2 separate regions of the Drosophila melanogaster genome follow, and region 1 is linked to region 2. A link is a contact called in public Hi-C data. All regions are on one chromosome and are shown on one strand. The core of a region is the stretch at or near the end of the contact, and the rest is flanking DNA. Distances in the headings are between cores, read along the strand shown.

What was found. A called contact is a pair of places that touch in the nucleus more often than the background predicts.
Region 1: a Hi-C map of the S2 cell line shows a contact between it and region 2, with 2.1 times the contacts expected there. A contact is called at or near these places in 32 of 107 Hi-C or Micro-C datasets (the Clone 8 cell line, the D17-c3 cell line, the Kc167 cell line and 16 more) and 2 of 7 datasets of targeted methods (the Kc167 cell line and the S2 cell line).

The regions. Positions count from the first base shown.
Region 1 is chr3R:9,953,696-9,956,922 of dm6, reverse strand. The region is part of intron 4 of Glut4EF (Glucose transporter 4 enhancer factor); the gene reads right to left. The region is part of intron 4 of CG46467; the gene reads right to left. Among named protein-coding and RNA genes, the nearest start is that of Art4, 31 kb to the left of the region's middle.
Region 2 is chr3R:9,876,968-9,880,003 of dm6, reverse strand. It overlaps lncRNA:CR45029 (long non-coding RNA:CR45029), which reads left to right and starts at 1,506. Exons shown (of 2, transcript NR_125125.1): 1 at 1,506-1,871; 2 at 2,813-3,006. The region is part of intron 1 of Glut4EF (Glucose transporter 4 enhancer factor); the gene reads right to left. All of the region lies in intron 1 of CG46467, which reads right to left.

The DNA of each region.
Region 1 (3,227 bases), core at 678-3,177, 76 kb before region 2:
CCAACACGCCATCTAGCGTGCGGTCGGAGCAACAACAATTTGTAATCCTATTAACCCCTTGACTGCAATTAATCAATATTTTGGACAAAGCCACTTGACCGACCGACCGGACCGAGCACGATTAAGAACCCATAATTGAAAATTCTGAAATTCATAGCTTCAGTGTGTACGGGTGGTTACATGCAATTTGCCAAAGTTAATTATTATAATACTTTAATAATAAATTTTAGGGTTTAATTGGCCTGGTCCCGGCTAATGACAAATCAATCAGCTTATAAAACCCTATATGCTCGCCAAGCCGATGCAAATTGCCAGTTAATCCCAGTGGCTGCTGTTCACATTTTATGCATTTATTTTTCAGCCAAATTAGTGGCTTTCATTATAATCCTTTTTTTTTTTTTTTTTTTTTTTTTGTTTTGCATTAATATAAATTGTGTTCGCGAGTTTTGTTTTGTGTGAATATTTTTATGATATTCACCGTGCGGTTGAATTTTTTTGTTGGCTGTTTTGCAGCCAAATCTTCAAGGCCATGCACATTGAGTGACTCGAGTTTTTGTGCCTCGATGTTTTGCGCTTGACGATTTTATATAATGTTTTATCCCCCTTTTTGTTCGTTCTCTCTTATTTGTTTGTCGGCTATTGCAACCTGTCGCAAATATTTCGACGCATTTGTTATGCTTAGGTTATTTCATTATGATGATTATGGTGGCTGATGGCTGCTCCGTATATTTATAAATGCTGCAGTCATTCATCATCATGCCGGACCAGCGGGCCAGCCGAGCAGCTGGGCACCTGAGCATGGGAACACCTGAACTTCTAGGTAGTTGCGCCCACATGCAGCTCGATTTCGAACAGGAAGTGGGCCTTGAACACCTCTGGCCAAAAGCCATGAGCAGTTAGCAGCAAGCCATTAGCCGTAAGCACAAAACACTTTTGGCCAAATCACATTGCAAGGCCAAAAAGCGCGCACACACACGTACTCACTCGAATTCGATACTTTTTTTTTTGTGGCCTGACCGATTGCACACGGCGTCAAGGTTGTTCGCTTATCTTTCGGAGAAAGCGGTTCTACGGGCCATAAAATACTTAATACCTTCAGCTATAGACCCATCATCAATTGCAACCTGTTCCGAAGATGACGTGATCTTTAGCGTATCCAAACACACTAAGTGGTAATTTATCATTCGATGCTGTGCTGGCTGGCCAAGCCAAAAAGTATCGAAACAGGAAACATAAACAGGTGAAAGGAGGGCCCAATTTTAATTGGATTTAAAATGCTACGAGTAGAACGTAGCAGTCAGTGAGACAAATACAGTTAGTAATACTGTGTCGTTGTTATTGTGGCGCAGGTAAATATTTGCCAAAAGCGAATGAACCCCTCGCATTTCGCATTCGCGTTTAGCATTTAGCATTTGGCACATCGGTTGAATGCACTGTGGCCTGGAAACAGTCGTCGAAATCTGAATCTGAATTATTTATGTCTGGTGGGGCAGTTAAAGGATCTGGGATCTGGAAACTTGCATCTTGGGCTCTGGGTTTTCAGTTTTTTGTTTTTTCGAAGAGGGATTCGCTGGCATGTTGGCGGTTGGCGGCTGGCGGCTGGCGGCTGGCCTGACACTTGTTATGCAAATGCCATTCAAAGGTAAACCGGCGAAGAGCGGATCTTGTGTGTGTTATTTGTGTTTTGAAATGTATCCAAAAGATACCCAGCGAAACGAATGTGCGAGCGAACGAGTGAACAAGCGGCTGTCGTCATTGGCAGTCGGATTGCTTGGTTGGCGTCACAACGCCGCTCTGACGACGTTTGCTATTGCTTTCCGGCATTGCAAGTCGCGCACGGGCAGCAAAAGCTATAGCTACCGATACAGATGCAGATACCGTCGCCGATACGTGCACACACGGGCGAAAAGTACAGATAAAGATACAGGCACTGATACACATGCAGATACAGATACAGATACTCTGACCAGGCAAGCGCATTTTATAAATAGTTGCTGCTGTTGTTGATTTTGAAAACAGCAACAACAAGTTGTTTGTTGGCTTCTGCGATATTTTTCTTTTGTCATTGCAAAATACGAAAATACAAATAAATACAAATTTTTAATACGTACTATACTCGTACAGAAGCGAAAAGAGAAAGAGATAGCCGCTGAGCGATCGTTTTCACGACGCCGCCGACGGCATTGACCGCTAGAATGCAATCAACCTAGTCCAAGGCCAAGTGGCCAGCGGTTTTTATTTTATTATTATGATTATTATTAGGCCCCGGAGGTGGGTGAGTGTGCGCGTGAGTATGTGTGCGCTATTCGCAAGATTCGCGAAGCTGAAAAATTCAGCTCGTTAAATGAGGTTCTTCCTCATGACTAATTGTTTCGGGCATTGATTAACAAGCGTTCGTTCCAGGAACTGCATTGGAATTTTCGGTTGCTAAGTGGATTTTCCAGCTGCCTTTTCCTCCATTAGATAGCAGCGGTTTTATGCCAGCTAAGCAAACCGTTTTTATTGCATTGTTTGCACAAAAATTGTTGCCCAAACATTTGTGATTTATGCTCTTCGCTTAATTGAAAAGCATTTTCGCACCGGAATCGTATAAAACCCGCGGATATGGCCCTGATTTATGCAACTGTATATCTTTCGTTTTGCAAATTGCAAAAAAAAAAAAACCGCCAAAAGCGTAATTCATGAATCAGTTGTGAAAGGAGAGAAGGGGGAGGGGTGTACGCGATGGGGAGCGGTTAAACCAAGAAATAAACTCGGATTTGGCGGACTCTGTCTGTCTAGACGCAGCCAAGTGTCATTATGCTAATGAAAACAATCGAGGCTGAAGGATCAAGCATACTTTTGGGAGCATGAACCCCGGCCTGTTGGATTCATTTGGATGGTGGGGCAACTTTCCAATCCGGTCGAATGAATAGATTGAGACGGCATTTATTTTGCAAAAACCACAACGCTGACATGTCAAGGTTTTGCTGCGCTCGCACTGCCCACACGGATATGTTTAATAATAGAGTTGATAAATGCAGATAAGTGGTTTCTTATACACGTATATAGTATATAGATGTTGGTGGTGGCATATGTACTGTATATGCGTTCTACTCACAATTAAGTCGATTAAAGACATTAGCCTGTCCAAAGCGAGAAATTACTCACCTGCAATTAGAAGAGTGAAAAGGAGATGTAAGTTGGTAATGCCGCAATTTGAATAAGAAATCTATTTGCATTTTGCA
Region 2 (3,036 bases), core at 257-2,756:
CCGAAAAAAGAGACGGGTAGACAGGCAGAGTAAGAGTGTGAGTGCGAGAGGTTAGAGGATATCCCTGGGCAGGTCGTTAGCCGATTTCGATGTCCAGAGAACAGCGGTTGAACAGCGGGTAGTCCTGCAAAGGCAAAACAGCGAGATATAGGATATGGAAGCAGGAGCAGACATGCTCAGCCAGGACTCGGAACATCAATGCTCAAATGCCTCAGCTGATCGAGACCCCTGATAAACGATCGCCGAGGTAATGGATTTATAAAGACAAAAACACACATATGTAGCTGATGGCGTGGAAAGTTTCTGGCCAAATCCAATTATCAGCTTACAACTACTTGAGATCGGGGCTAAACCCCTGAGAAACTTGATTGATTTCGGTGGGCGAGCGGTAGTTACAAATGAACTGCTGCTACCAGCTGGCCGAAATGCGCTTTTGGCCGGGCCAACAAAATGGGTCGCTGCCGTAAAGTGAGAGGCCAGAACACGGTTAAATATATTTGCTTTCTGTTTCTTTTCTTGTATCTTTTGAGCTCGCAATGAAAGTAAAAAGTGAGTTGGAGAAATGGGAGCAGCGGCACTTGCGTGCGTGCAGACAAAAATAAAAAAAATCACTTGGCAATGTCAATTTCAATGCCATTTAAACGAATTTCGTTTTAAATGCAAAACACAGGTAGAACGGGAGATAACGAGGGTAAAAACTACAAATTACCCTGGGCGGAAGTGCCAACACAAATCGGAGTGGGCTACCCGACTTTAGTCCGCAGTCTTGACAAATTATGCCCGACATTTTGGACGGCAGCTGAGCTTAATTCTTGCCTGGCCTCCATTAAATGAGCTTGCAAATTATATGCGCTGCTGCTCCTGCTGCTGCTGGACACTTGATTCATGGCCCGGCCATTATACGTCATCGTAATTGAAATGCGACTGGAAATGGACGTGGAAATGTAAATGAAAATGGAGATGACGATGACGATGGAGCTGGAAATGCGTGCAACAAGTTTCTCGTTTGAAATAACCTTAGAATTAATTGCCTCACGTTTCCGACTCAAACAAAAAAAACAAGAACAACAAAAAAGCAGAAAACAAAGGCAACTGCTCAACTTGAACCGAAAAACAAATTTCGGTTGGAGCCAAACAAACACTCGCACACACGCACACGTGACCATCACATGCCAGCGAGGACAACTATTGATAGATGTAACAAATTTCCACACAACAGTCAGTTCAGTTTTTTCGATTACAAAAGCAGCAAACGAAAAAAAATGGATGAACAAAACACAGCAAACAAAAAAAAAACCAATTGTTGATTGACTTACAACATAGCAGCGACGAACTTGAGCTCTTCACTTTTCTAGTCATTTTCGAATTTGTGGCTAATGATGAGGTCATAAGAATTAAAGCTTGTAAGTCACACGTTTTCACACAACTCACATTACCATAGCTGATTATGCCAAAAGATTCCGATTCCAATAGCTATTCTGATTCCGAGGCTTTTCAGCCCCATCAGCGATCGTAAAAGCCAGGCGAGCTAGCCAAACAAGCTGCGATAGATACATTTTCAATGTTTTCCCCTTTTGGGCAGCGCATAAAACTCGATCGGGTCACAGTACGGGTATCAGTATCTGCTGGATACCAGATACCACAGACCAGATACTAGATACTGAACAGTGAATACCGAATGCTGAGCTCTGGATACTGGATACTGGATACTGGGCACAATGGGCCGACATCAAGATGTGGGGACAAGCCCACACATCTGGCAGCCAGCTAGCTCTGACAAATTTATCGACTCGCCGCCACACGGAAAAGATATGCGCAGCTGACTTGGCATTGAGTAGCGCGTATCTGTATCTGTATATCGAAGCGTACGGGTGGGTACACGGTTGGAAAATCTTAGGCAATTGATAGTGTAACATCACGTTGGTGCTGAACATCTTGCAAAACTATTTCGTCCGGTGTAACTCGCCATTCGCATGCAACAATTACAAAAGGTTCTAAGCGATTATTAGTCAAGAAAGAGAAAAAAACAACGGGCCGGCAAAAAACAACAAACTGTGAAAACTGCAAGGGAGACCCGACGATGGTGCGACAGGGATGGCGCGAGGAAGAGAAAGGGACGGAGCACAGCTTGAAGCCGGCTGTTGCATCTCTTTCCCACCGCAGCGCAGTCAGCCGGCAAAGCGCGTTGGTATTGGTATTTGTATCTCTATCTCATAGATGCATGTGTTCCGCTCATGTATCTAACTATCTTTGTATCTTTGCCATCTACATATATGTATGTATGTATATGTCTGACTTATGACGCAATTCGAAAAGTTCATCTGATCTTTTTGCGCTCTGTCTCCCTCGTTCTGGGTACCTCTATCCGTTTCCATCAGCCGGTTGATGTTGTTGTTGCTAAGGCGCGGCCGCAGTCCGTAGAATTAATCTACAATATATAATTAGCTGTAAAGCGTAGAAACATCAAGCCATGTATCTCTATTTAGCCCTGAATTTGTAGCGCATTTATTGCAATTGTTTCCCCCATTTTACATTAGTCTTTTTCATTTTTTTTTGTTGTTTTTATTGTGGGTGTTTGTTGCTAACTTGAAATTCTTTCACGAAACCGAATTCTAAACAAATTTTCATTACGACACGATCTCATCATCATCGTCTTATCCGCAGAACAGAATCGTCGTCATTGAGATTGTTTTTTGGGTTTGCGCGTTCGGATTCGGGGCGATTCTATAAATGCCGCAACCGATGATGTTTCACTCTTGAATTATTTTTCGCTGCTTTTATTTATTAACTTTTTTTTGTGTTTGCTTAGCAGTTGAGCAGTTCAACGATTCGAGTGACGTAATGGCAAAGGGGCTGTGACTGGAGGATTAGCTAGATCATGTGTGTGGGATCGAATTGGGGGAATAAACTCACGACTGAGCGATATAGGATGTGTAGTAAGAGCTAAGCAATAAAATTTATAAACGATTGCATTTCTGGAGAGATATATGGAATACGGAATTTCGTATTCTATTTTAGCATGGGATCAAAAAAGGC